Regions from separate parts of the Mus musculus genome. Here region 2 is linked to region 1. Evidence: chromatin contacts called from public promoter capture Hi-C data. All regions are on one chromosome and are shown on one strand. Each heading gives the region's core, a stretch centred on a gene start, on an enhancer-like site or on the middle of the called end of the contact. The rest is flanking DNA. Distances are from core to core; before and after follow the strand shown.

The links. Capture Hi-C pulls out chosen DNA fragments and counts their contacts.
Region 2: a promoter capture Hi-C map of adipose tissue shows a contact between it and region 1, with 3 times the contacts expected there. The contact joins two enhancer-like sites. A contact is called at or near these places in 1 of 115 datasets of contacts at active chromatin or transcription factors (large pre-B cells) and 1 of 9 other capture datasets (adipose tissue).

What each region holds. Positions count from the first base shown.
Region 1 is chr3:51,418,500-51,425,148 of GRCm38.p6, reverse strand. The region is part of intron 1 of Naa15 (N(alpha)-acetyltransferase 15, NatA auxiliary subunit); the gene reads right to left. LOC108168868 (a long non-coding RNA gene) reads right to left here. Exons shown (of 2, transcript XR_001783830.2): 2 at 1,813-6,105. Among named protein-coding and RNA genes, the nearest start is that of Naa15, 5.8 kb to the right of the region's middle. Within about 2 kb of position 2,913, at least 31 of the 459 cell types and tissues checked have an H3K27ac peak or open chromatin away from gene starts, as enhancers often do.
Region 2 is chr3:52,918,763-52,925,810 of GRCm38.p6, reverse strand. It overlaps Gm20750 (predicted gene, 20750), which reads left to right. Exons shown (of 5, transcript NR_040555.1): 2 at 1,117-1,220. Among named protein-coding and RNA genes, the nearest start is that of Gm20750, 5.4 kb to the left of the region's middle. Within about 2 kb of position 1,705, at least 29 of the 459 cell types and tissues checked have an H3K27ac peak or open chromatin away from gene starts, as enhancers often do.

The DNA.
Region 1 (6,649 bases), core at 1,664-4,163:
GAGTGTCTGGTACCCACCAGATCAAAAGATAACAAATTAAGGATAGTCATGAGCCAATATGTAGATGCTGGGAGCTGAATCCAGGTCCCTGCAAGAGAAACAAGTACTCTTAACTGATGAGCCATCTCTCCAGTCCAAAGAGATCACTTTTTAAAAATTTAGTCAAGAAATATAGCATTTTTAAATACATGTATGCTTTATCAATTTAAATGAAAATATAACAAATTTGTTCCTTCATACCACATCTCATTCAAAAACAAACTTTAGAGCAAAAATTTTAAAGCAAATATTAACGAAGGATTCATATATATATATATATATATATATATATATATATTTTTTTTTTTTTTTTTTTTTTTTTTTTTGGGTTTTCGAGACAGGGTTTCTCTGTATAGCTCTGGCTGTCCTGGAACTCACTTTGTATACCCGAACTCAGAAATCCGCCTGCCTCTGCCTCCCGAGTGCTGGGATTAAAGGCGTGCACCACCAAGCCCGGCTTAAGATTTTTATTTCTTAATCAATTTTTTATATTTATAAAAATTAGGGTTAGAGAGATATTTCACTGACTGTTAGAGATGGTTAGAAAACACTGACTGTTCTCGAGAAGTCCTGAGTTCAATTCCCAGCATGGTGGCTCACAACAATCTGTAAAGTGATCAGATGCCTTCTTCTGGTGTGTCTGAATATAGCTACAATGTACTTATATACATAAAATAATTATTTTTAATTGATTTTTATAGTAAAATATGATGTTTACATTATACCAAAACTGCATTTAGTATTCTGTTCCTTTTGTTTTTGTTAGTGGTGATGTTTGTGGCTGGCCTCCAACTCAGAGATATATGCCTGCTTCTGCCTCCTGAGTGCTAGACTAAAAAAAGCCTGACCAATCTTTGTTTTACTCCTTGAGACAGGTCTTATGTTGCCCAGCCTTGACAGAACTCACTCTGAAGCAAGCAGTCCTTGAATTTGCTAGCCTCCTGCCTCAGCTTTCCTATTGCTAGAATTACAGAGGTAATACTAGATGTCGCTAAGGTTATAAGCCCGCACTACCAGGCCCAGATACTGTTTTCACATATTTACAGAAAAGAGATACTTCAACACACATGCAACATAAAATATCCAAATCAGTAGCTGGTACATCCATCAATTCAAACAGTTATGTGCTAGAAACAGTCAAAAATCCCCTCTGCTAGATATTTTGCTAGATATCTGCTAGATAATTAACTGTTGCCAACCAGAGCTGCACTGCTGTTCTACAGAACACTAGAAGTTATTCCTCCAACTGTCCCTTGACTCAATAACCATCTCCTTTCTGTCCTCCCCAAAACTCTGTTGTACTTTTTCTTCTTGCTCTGTGGACAGGGTCTCACTACATAAGACAGCTCAGCTGTGCTGGAATTTATAATCATCCTCCCTGTTTCCCTAGTGTTCCAACAGGCCTGAGTCAGGCGGCATAGTCTTTTTTGTTTTTTGTTTTTCGAGACAGGGTTTTTCTGTATAGCTCTGGCTGTCCTGGAACTCACTTTGTAGACCAGGCTGGCCTCAAACTCAGAAATCCGCCTGTCTCTGCCTCTGCCTCCCAAGTGCTGGGATTAAAGGCGTGCGCCACCATGCCCGGCTAAGCGGTATAGTCTTAAGGAGAAAAAAAAGAAAGAAAGAAAGAAAGAAAGAAAGAAAGAAAATCAAAAAAGATTCGCTAGCCCAGCTCTTTATCACTAAGCTACACTCTCAGCCTAAAAATTAATGTACAGAAGGTGACCTTACAGTAGGTAAAATTTCATTTCTATTTTTTTATAGTTTAATCCACACTTTTTTTTTTTTACATTTTAAATATATTTATTTTGTGTGTGTTTGCACACTACTATAGCACACATGTTAAAGTCAGAGGACAAGTTATTAGAATCTATCTATTCTCTCCTTTCACCATGTGTGTTCTGGGAATCAAACGCTGATCATCAAATTTGGCACCTTTACCTACTAAACCACTGGCCTAAACCACACCATCTTAAACCCGTCCCAACCCTTTAAGACACTGACATAAGTGTCTTTAGCTATAACTGACCCTTGAGAGTTGGAAAACAATTGAAAATGTCTTAGGGATGGAGATAGATGGCCCAGCAGTTAAGAGCACTTACTTGTGGCTCTTACAGAAGACCTGCCTGAGTTCAATTCTCAGAACCCACATGGTAGCTCACAACCATCAATAATCCCAGTCCCAGGGAATCACCCAAGCCCAGACTTGATGCATGTACATGCATGCCAGCAAAACATTAACACGCATAAAATAAAAATAAAGTAAAAAAATGTCCTGAATGTGCAAGAAGCAAAAACTAATTCATAATCAAACATGTAAGCCAAGGTACTTCTGGCAAAGTTCATCTACATCATGTTCTACAGCTCACTGCAACAGCCTTGGCTCCAAACACACAGCGTGTACCCATTGTGCTGCATGTACCATCAAGCTGCATAATACCAACTAACACTGCCTGGTGCACTCCATCTAAGGTTCACTAGTTACAACTATTGAGTTGCTGGCTTGAGTTTTACGATTTAAAAAATCATTTGATGACTTTTGACTTGAAGATTAGGACAACTCTGAAAAACAACACTAAAGGTATTCAATATTCTGCAGTAGCAAATATTCAGTAGAGACTTAATTCTTCATGTAAAAATAAATAAGCCCATATAACTCACTAGTGTCCTGTCTAATTTCATTTCCTATTGCTGTAATAAAATATGACAGATGCAACTTGGGAGAGAAAAGGGTTTATTTTAGCTCACACTTCCAGGTTACAGTGCTAACTGTAGAGAAGGAACTGTAGGCAACAGGAACTTGAGAGCTGTCTTAGAAAGGGTTTCTATTGCTGTGATAAAACACCATGACCAGAAGCAACCTGAGGAGAAAAGGGTTTATTTCATCTTTCTTCCCTGAATGATGTAAAGTCTAGTTCCTCATTCCTAGCTCTAGCTGCAAACCTTACTTTAACTTCAGTCTGTTTACTTAATAACAATATCTGCATGGCACCAGCAGGATAGCTCAGTAGGTACAGATGCCTGGTGCCCAGCCTGTTGAACTGAGTTTGATCCCCAGTACCCACGTGGTAAAAGTAGAGAACCAACTGCCACAAACTGGCTCTGATCACCACATATCCCACTGCAGTATTATGCATGTGCACGTGCATGTGCACACACATACACAAAATAAATAAAAATTTAAACTAAACGTCTTCCTTTTGGGGCCAGAGAGATGGCTCAGTGTGGTTAAGAGCACTGGTTTCTCTTCCAGGAAAGTCAGGTTCTATTCCCAGTACCTACATGGTGGCTCTCACAGCTGTCTATGACTCCAGGATATGAATTCTTCACACAGAAATATTTTGTCCTGGGGCTGGAGAGATGGCTCAGCGGTTAAGAGCACGGACTGCTCTTCCGAAGGTCCTGAGTTCAAATCCCAGCAACCACATGGTGGCTCACAACCATCTGTAATGGAATCTGATGCCCTCTTCTGGTGTGTCTGAAGACAGCTACAGTGTACTTATATACATAAAATAAATCTTTAAAAAAAAAAAGAAATATTTTGTCCTAAGCTCAACCAACTGACAAGACTAAAATTCAAATAATAATAGTAGTTAAGTATTCCAACTTAGATTTTATTTTCTCCTAACGCACATTAGTAGATAAAAAGTTAAAGAAAAAAATGCAGCAGTGTAACAACCAGCATGCTGATATCTGATTGCAGGCATTAAGGACATTCCACTTTCCAAGTGAGCTGAACGGTATAGGTATGAGTTTTGCCCACACCTTTCAAGAACACCTTTTCTACCCTAAACCCTAGATCCCAAAAAAGTGAGCTAAAGCTAGGTGGTGGCACACACCTTTGATCCCAGCACTCCTGAGACAGAAGCAAGCAGATCTCTGAATTCAAAGCCAGACTGGACTACAGAAAGAGTACCAGGACAGCCAGGGTCACACAAAGAAACCATGTCTCAAAACACTGAAGGGGGTGGGGGTAGCCAGAGATGAGCAGAGGAGTCGGGGAGAGGAGAGTAAAGCTCTGAGCAAGTCTCAAACTATCTGGATGAACAAATAGCAACAAAGGTACGTATGCAGAAACCACAATTTCCTAATTACATAATCTTGTAAATATATTAAAACCATGTGAAAATTTAAAAGGAAAGACTAGCAAGCAATCAAGCAAATCTTACACAATACAATATATATTTATTTGTAACATCACATTTACCTTCATTTTGTTTTGTTTTGTTTTGTTTTTTTGAGACAGGGTGTATCTGTGTAGCCCTGGCTGTCCTGGAACTCACTCTGTAAACCAGGCTGGCCTCGAACTCAGAAATCTACCTGCCTCTGCCTCCCAAGTGCTGGGATTAAAGGCATGCACCACCACTGCCCAGCTTACCTTACCAGCTTTTAAAAAAAAAAATTAACTTCTTTCCCCTAAATGAACTAGAGACAAAAATTTTGCAGATATTTTTTATCAATTTATTACAATGCTTATGCAGAAAACTCAATCCTGTGCAGGAAAGGAGGTGGCAAATATGCAGCAAACATTAATGTAGGTATCAAAACAAACTAAACTAAGTCAGGCAAATACACCGTAGAAATTACAAAATTTTGCAAAGTGATACTTAACTACCCACACTTAGTTTTAGCACTGGAGAATGCCCAACTTTTCCTTTACCAGACCAGAAAAGAAAAGGTGGGGAAAAGCTTAAAAATCAAATGGTGGCAAACAATTTGAGTCCATTCTGGTCTATACAGTGAGTTGCAGGACAATCAAAACTATGTGAGAGACATGATCTCTACCCCTACCCCTTCTCAAAAAAAGAAAAAGAAAAGTAAAAGAGAAAGCAAGAGAGCTAACACAATAAAAATTGTAACAGATGCAATTTTGAAACAAAACTATTACTTTGCTTGGTAACATTTTCTTCATTCCTAATGTCAGTCAACAATAAAAACATTGTATCTCCTTTTCTTCCATTTAGTGATTTACACACTCTTCTTGTTTATGTCTTATCACAATAAACCCTTTAGTGGGCTAGCAAATTGTCTCAGTGTATAAAGGTGCTTCCCCTCTAAAGACCTGAGTTTAATCTCTGAGACCCACAGAATTGGTAGAAAGACAACCAATTCCTGAAACTGTTCTCTAGCCTACACATATGAGCCTTGGCAGGAAGGAGGAAGGCATCTACAACATTCACAAACACACCCATGCTCCATTAATAAAATGCTTGAAAATAATAAATCCTTTTTGTACTGTGATTTTAGCAATGAAACTAAAGGTTTTTATCCCATCACGACCAAGAATCGTTATTCTATAAATGGTGTACCAACCCTACTAAGTCTATAATGCAAATATTACTTTTCAATAAAATAGAACAGACTACTGATACAAGTGAAAACTTGGGTGAGCCACAAGGAAATTCTTCTGCACGGAAGAAATGTCAATCTGTAAGTTCTATACTTTATGATTCTCTTTAGTAGATATTCTTTTTAAATTACATAAATAGGAGCCACATTAGTCATGGTTGCTGGAAGGTGAGAATAGAGAGAAAGGGAAGAACATAGGTGGATGTGGTTCTAAAGGGCAGTATAGGGCTCCTCTGTGTTTCCATAGACTGTCTTATATCTTGACTGTAAGGACAGAACCTACCTGTGTAATAGCACTGCAGAGAACTAAACACACAACTACAAGTAAAACTTGGGAAACACTAGTAAAATTGGTAAACACTAACAATGTTACAATCAACTATAAGACTTGTAAGATACTAATTTGTAAAAGTATACAAAGAATATGTTTTATTTCTCAAACTGTATGTAACTTTATGGCTCTCTCAAAATTAAAAAAAAAAGTGATTTTTTTTCTTTTCTTTTTTTCTTTTAGGAGAGAGAATATATGCAACCCAGTGGTAGAGAATAGTTACCTAGCAATGTTCAAAGCCCTGGAGTCAATTTCAGCATGAGCATATACACAGGCACACAGCTGACTCTGCTCAGCACAGTGGCTCACATCTGCTATCCAAGTACTGGAAGGCTGAGGTAGGTGGAATACCAAGAACTGGGGAGCCAGTCTGAACTACAAAGTAAAACCTTGTCTCAAAAGAGAAAAACCAAACAATAAAAGGGTGTCATTAACAGTTGGAAAACTTGAGTATTAGGAAAAAGAATCTGTTAATGATATTACAACTGTACAAGGCAATGTCTCTATTCCTTTTTTTTTAAAATATTTATTTATTTATTATTATATGTAAGTACACTGTAGCTGTCTTCAGACACTCCAGAAGAGGGTGTCAGATCTTGTTATGGATGGTTGTGAGCCACCATGTCTCTATTCCTAAGGGTGAAGCATAGTCTGAGGCTTTCCTTTGTTTCAGGTTAAGTGTATTTTTGGGACTCTTGATTTTTCTCACACACACACACACACACACACACACACACACACACAGCCCAGTCAGTATAATGGGAGAGTTGGAAGCACATCTCTGCTTGTATTTAGCACAGGGTTCAACCTCCAGCATTATAAGGGAGAATAGGAGGGAAAGGGGAGCAAAGGGACTGGATGGGTAAGCCCTGAAAGAAAACTATGCTATATAGTTCTACCCTCACATCACTTAGTCTTAAAAGACTTGGGAAT
Region 2 (7,048 bases), core at 456-2,955, 1.5 Mb before region 1:
GGAAAGGGTAAAAGGTTCCACTTCGGTCCCTCCGGTCCACTCTTCCTTCCCCTTCTCCTCCCTCCTGCTTCTTCACTCCCCTAGTCACTCTTTTTTACTTTTCTTTTTTCAGACTTCCTTCCCCCAAGTCCCCCAATTCAGCTTTCTTCCCATTTTTCCTGCTTTCTACCACTTTCTTTTCATTTTCCTTCTGACATATATTAAAATTTCCAAAATATCCCAGTGATAGTGTTGACCACAGAAGACAGATCCATTATATCTGTAAATCCCATTCTTACAATAGTTACAACTTTTATTATTTATTTTTATTTTATATGTATGTTTGTCTATATGTCTGTGTGCAGTACCCAGAAAGACCAGAAGAGGGAGCCGGTGCCCTGGGACTAGACAGCTCAGATGCTTCGGAGCTGCTATGTGGATGCTGGAAACCTATCCCGGATCAGCAAATGGCTGAGCATCTGTCCAAGTCCTGTTGTTTTAACAATTTGTAAAGACTACTAGGCAAATTTGTATTTATTGTGACTTCATAAAAGGACTCCATGGCCAAGGAATGACTCAAGAAGAAACAGTATAACTGAAAATCAGGTAGTAGCTAAAGTCCCAAGGCACAGACACTAAGTGTGGACATGCTGAATAATACCCAGACTCCCACACCAGGCCGCGGTTACTAAAGCACACAGAGGAGGTACAAACTCTGTTTTCAATTTTCTTCTGGAAAGTTACCGTGTTTTGGTTTTTCTCAAACTGGGTATACAAATAGGCTCTCCAGCTTTGAGACTTTTTTTTCCCTCCCATTAAAAGTCATCTTCCCATCATGGAAACTTAGAAACGTTGTTTTGCTACAAAATTTTAAACCTGAAATACTTCAAGTCTCAGGAAACTGCCTAATAGGCACCCAGAGAGTCCTGTCAATCAAACCCAGCAGATTTGTTGTATTGTCTCTGGTCTCTAATCCTGTTAAAAGAGTTGAATGGTTTATATAAATAGTTAGGGCCCTGCTGTAGACTCCCTTGCTGTTTTTCCTCCTTACTGCAGAATTCAAGGCCTTGTTGAATTCATTTTGTGGCTTCATGGTTGTTTTCTGTGGTTGCAATTATTGTACCCTTCTTTCACTAGAAACAAATGGATAAGATGTCCGACTACTGGCCTGTTTCAGATGCAAATGTGAAGAGTATCCCAGGTTACAGAGCGAATGCTCAGAAAAGAGATTCACGACAAAGGTAATTAATCAACCACGGTTACACTCCAAAAAGATTTCCTACATACAAAGTTTCTAGTTCTTTAATATGTGGTGGAAGATGGGGGGATGGGTTTCACCGGTCTGATTCTTCTAATTCTGACACAATTTCTCTCTCTCTCTCTCTCTCTCTCTCTCTCTCTCTCTCTCTCTCTCTCTCTCTCTGCAATATTATTCATGGGCAGCAGTGGTGTGTGTGTGTGTGTAGGGGGTGGTGCTGTATGCACCAGGGTGCTTTTGGAGACTACAACTTTCAGGAACCTGTAGGTCCTGAGGGTTGATCCTGAATTGTCAGGCTTGGATGCAGGTGGCTTTACCAGCTGAGTCATCTTGCTGGCCCCATGATGTTTTTGTTAAATCACAGAATCAATGGGAACTGGGAATGAGAGCTCTGGCTCCCCAGATGTGGCTACTTGTAGAACCCAGCAGCCCCAGGTCTCTTGTAAGCATTGGAAGCTGTGAAAGAAAGACTTTCTTTATTCTGAGAGGGAACAGAAACTAATGCTAAAGAACAGAAGACAAAATGGGGAACTTCGCTGTTGAAGACGGAAATAATATCTACTTATTACTTCAATAAGATTATATACTGCATATATCACCCAAACAGAAAGAGAAACTAAAAGCTATAAATACATATTGATGCAGTTTTAGACTCTTGAGTATTAGTGGTCTTTCAGTTTTTAACAAATGTCCTAGTGGCCATGGGCTTTAGAACGGTGAATTAAAATAAGATAAAAGTGTGATCTCAAAATTGAGATGACATCACCCATGAATAAATTTCCTAGTTATTTCACCTTTGCTGCCTTGTTTCCTAGCGTGGGTAGCCTTTAAGATGCTACTCTAGGATGCGTCAGCATGCATCTGGCAGGTGGTTGCAAGCATGACCCACCTGGGAAGAGGGAACCTCAACACGGAATTGCCCCCATCAGATTGGCCTATGGACTGTCTGAGCGGGTGTGGTTTGTGATTTCTCATTAATGTAGGAGGGTCTAGACCACTGTGGGTTGTCCCGTGCAGTATAAAACACACGGGACGCAAGCCACCATGCAGAGCTCCTCCATGCTGCCTCGCTTCCTCTCCCGGGTTCCTTTCTTGAGTTCCCTCCCTGGTTTCCCTTGACGATGGGATAACTATGGGCCAAATAAACCCCTTGATCCCCCAAGTTGTTTTTGGTGAGTTTCATCCCAGCAATGGTAAAACTAACTAGGACAACACGTACACTGTGAGTGCATAGTTACTTTTTTTTTTTAAGATTTTTTAAATTTTTATTTATTTTATGTATATGAGTACACCATTGCTCTCTTCAAACACACAAGAAGAGGACATCAGACCCCATTGCAGATGTTTGTGAGCCACCATGTGGTTGCTGGGAATTGAACTCAGGACCTCTAGAAGAGCAGTCAGTGCTCTCAAGTGCTGAGCCATCTCTCCAGCCCCAGAGTTACTTTCTTTCTTTATTATTTATTGATTTTGCTAGGACTCTGCCAGGAAGAGTTTGTTTGAAACATAGTAACTCAAGATCTGATTGAAGAATTTTATTCTCCCTAATAGGATACCAAGTTATACTGGTAACGATTTGCCTCTTAAGAATTATAGTCTGTGACTCATTTTTTTAAATCTAGAACGGGGCCGAAAGTCAGATTATGTGCATCTAGCATAGATCTGCTTCTGAGCTTCATAGCTGAAATAAGGTAGACCAGGTTAAAGTTGAGAATTGTTTTAAAGACACACGCACAGGCAATGTTCTCAGAAACTCCCACTCAGACTTGCCCTTTAACAGGTTGTTATACATGACAACAAGGAGCACTACCGGGCTTTGTATGTATTGGTTGCCCAAAGGACAGAGGTATAAAGTGAGCTGTTACCGTAACAACAGTTAATAGGTCAGAGTCTCACGCGTACACTTGGCTTTGCCTCTGTTGATTTATTACACCAATCCCATTTCTTGGATATTGCCATTCACATTCTACTGACGAGAAAGTTGAGGATTGGAGAGATTAAGCAATTTTCCCAGGAGCAACCAGCTAGTGAAAAGTCTGAACTCGAATCGACTCCCGTTTCCTGAGTTCAGAGCTTGTACATCAAACCATCACATGTTTTGGGGCTATTGGCTATGGAAGCACTCTCTTGAGTGCTTCATTTCTGTGAGACAAAATATGCTGACAAAGTAATTTAGTGTGTGGGGGGGGAGCGTTTGTTTTAGCTAACAATTCCAGGAATACTTAATGTTCAGAAATGCAAATACCTTTTATTGAGGTTGTTACAATGAGAGGCATTTTTATTTGAACACTTACTCAAGTTGAAACATCACAAACGCAGCGTTAGATCATTGAGGGAAAGGGACCCCCAAGTCAGTTACAAGATGGGACTGTAATACAAGCGTTTTAAAATTAAAACATTAGTATTTGAGGATTTGTGATTAAGAGTCTGTTTAGAGCATCCCCCCAAACAATGGACAGGTAGGCATTAAAAGCTTCACTTTAGGCAATGGGTTTTTATCTTCTCTTCTTCATTGCTCCACTGTTAGACCAATGTTTACATTGTAGATAGATTTGCTTAGGAATTTAATCAGTTGATACACCTAAAACACTTGATCAGGACTCTCCATAGACTTAGCGTCCAGTGCTATCTCTTAATATTACTACTGTAAGCAACGATGACAGAAAGACCTCTCATATTCTTCTTTCCAGTTTTAAGCCCCCAAGCCTTAACTTAGAATATATCTTTACTTCCAGTTAGGATATTAGGTCTAAAACACTTAATCTCATGTTTCTATTAGGAGGGTGTGATTGTGTCAGCGAGGAGACTCATAATTTAAGAACAGTTTCAGTGAGAAAGTTAATTGACTGCCTTCTGGCTAGTGGAACTTGTCTCGAATTCTTACACTTTGGAATGAGTTAACTCCACTCTTAGAGCCCCAGACCCCAGCTGCATTACTTAGGAAAGGATCTGATGGAGATCAAGGCTAAGAGATAGTGAGGGACATCTGGGTTCTTTCCAGCTTCTGGCTATTATAAATAAGGCTGCTATGAACATACTGGAGCATGTGTCCTTCTTACCGGTTGGGACATCTTCTGGATATATGCCCAGGAGAGGTATTGCTGGATCCTCCGGTAGTACTATGTCCAATTTTCTGAGAAACCGCCAGACTGATTTCCAGAGTGGTTGTACAAGCTTGCAGTCCCACCAACAATGGAGGAGTGTTCCTCTTTCTCCACATCCTCGCCAGCATCTGCTGTCACCTGAATTTTTGATCTTAGCCATTCTGACTGGTGTGAGGTGGAATCTCAGGGTTGTTTTGATTTGCATTTCCCTGATGATTAAGGATGTTGAACATTTTTTCAGGTGCTTCTCAGCCATTCGGTATTCCTCAGGTGAGAATTCTTTGTTTAGCTCTGTGCCCCATTTTTAATGGGGTTATTTGATTTTCTGGAGTCCACCTTTTTGAGTTCTTTATATATATTGGATATTAGTCAATGGAGTACTACACAGCTATTAAAAACAATGAATGTATGAAATTCCTAGGCAAATGGATGGATCTGGAGGATATCATCCTGAGTGAGGTAACCCAATCACAAAAGGACTCATATGATATCTACTCACTGATAAGTGGATATTAGCCCAGAAACTTCGAATACCAAAGATACAATTTGCAAAACACATGAAACTCAAGAAGAACGAAGACCAAAGTGTGGACACTTCGCCCCTTCTTAGAACTGGGAACAAAACACCCATGGAAGGAGTTACAGAGACAAAGTTTGGAGCTGAGACAAAAGGATGGACCATCCAGAGACTGCCATACCCGGGGATCCATCCCATAATCAGCCACCAAACCCAGATACTATTGCACAAACCAGCAAGATTTTGCTGAAAGGATCCTGATATAGCTGTTTCTTGTGAGGCTATGCCAGTGCCTGGCAAACACAGAAGTGGATGCTCACAGTCAGCTATTGGATGGAACACAGGGCCCCCAATGGAGGAGCTAGAGAAAGTACCCAAGGAATTGAAGGGGTCTGCAACCCTATAGGTGGAACAACATTATGAACTAACCAGTACCCCGGAGCTCGTGACTCTAGCTGCATATGTATCAGAAGATGGCCTAGTCGGCCATCATTGGGAAGAGAGGCCCCTTGGTATTGCAAACATTATATGCCCCGGTACAGGGGAACACCAGGGCCAAGAAGTGTGAGTGGGTGGGTAGGGGAGCAGGGAAGGGGGGAGGGTATAGGGAACTTTCGGTATAGCATTTGAAATGTAAATGAAGAAAATATCTAATAAAAATTGGGGAAAAAAGAGAAACAATGAGGATAATGCTTAGAAGAGAATCCCAGGAAGAAAGGGAGGCAGTGCAAGCTCACTGGGGAGGAGATGAGATGAGATGAGATGAGATGAGATGAGATGAGATGAGATGAGATGAGATGAGGCAGTGCAGAGGTGGTGCAGATGGTCCTAACCTCAGATCGTCCAACCCCCAACCTGTAATATTTTCACTTTATTGTGTTGTAGAAGCAAAACAAATGAGATAGAAGTCATACTTTGGATTTTCATCCTTTCCCAGGTCAGGGATATGCTGTCCCATGTGTCTTGAGAACCTGGGCTTCCAGGGAATGTAGTTTGAAGTAAGCCTGATGGTGTGGAAGGGAAACAATGACCATTGTCTGACTGTCTTAGCTGCTAAGACTTGATGTTCAGACACCTATGAATTTTCTATTGGTAGCATTTTCAGACTACAATAGTTGTGTACAGACACAGCTTCAGGGTTAGCACAGATGTGATCCAGAAATAGTGGTTCTTCAGTATTCTGGAACTAGTAGTATGCCAGTTTTAACCACCCCAGACCTATGGTGAAGAAGCACAGAACATTATAGACACATAGCTGTATGAATCAAGGGGGTCTTCTGGAACTAGAGAAGGCAGGATGCCTGCCCTGACCCTGACCCTGACACTGCAGGAGGGAGCTGAAAGAATAACAACTCAAAGTTCTAACTCTCAACTACAGCTTTCTCATTTGCCAAACTCAGAGTATGGGGCCTATGAGCCTTCATCCTCAGTCTAATCCTTGAGGCTAATTGACCATACAAAAGGGTAGACTAGATCTACAGGGCAAATGGAAAAGAGTCATACTGGCATATTGGCAACAGCACAGGGTGACCAATAATAAATCTGTTGCCTTTTCCTTTCCTCTTCGTACTCCCTAAAGCTGAACATGGAGGAATAAGATTGCTCTTCAGAGGTTGAAATCATGTAAAAGACAATCCTACTTCTCAGAGCCAGATACACCTTTTGGGTTAACTCCATTTAAGCTATTTTCATATCTAAAGAATGAAGGTGGAGGTTGAAGAGATAACTCATCTGGTAAAGCTCATGGCCAACTCTAAGGACCTGACTGATGCCCAGGACCCAGGTAGAGAACCCATAGATTCTGGTGTGATATTATTGGATATTATTGCCCCAGTGCTGGACTGGAAGAGATGGGCAGATCCCTAGGACTTCCTCCTAGCCTAGCTTGGTTGCCAAGTTTCAGGCCAGTGATCAACTGTATCAATAAGCAAAATGGGAGGGCTCAGCAGGTAAGAACTCCTACTGCACTTGCAGAGGGCTGAAGTTCAGTTCACACCACCTATTTGGTGAGTCTATAGCTCCAGTTCCAGGCTATCCAATGTCCTCTGTTGGTCTCCACAGGCTCTTGCATATTCATAGTGAACACAAATGCATGCACACACACATATGTGCCTATATACATTAATAAGTGAATTCTAAAGATGAAACAAAGCAGACAGTTCTGGTGGGGTGGCACCTATGTTGTCTTGT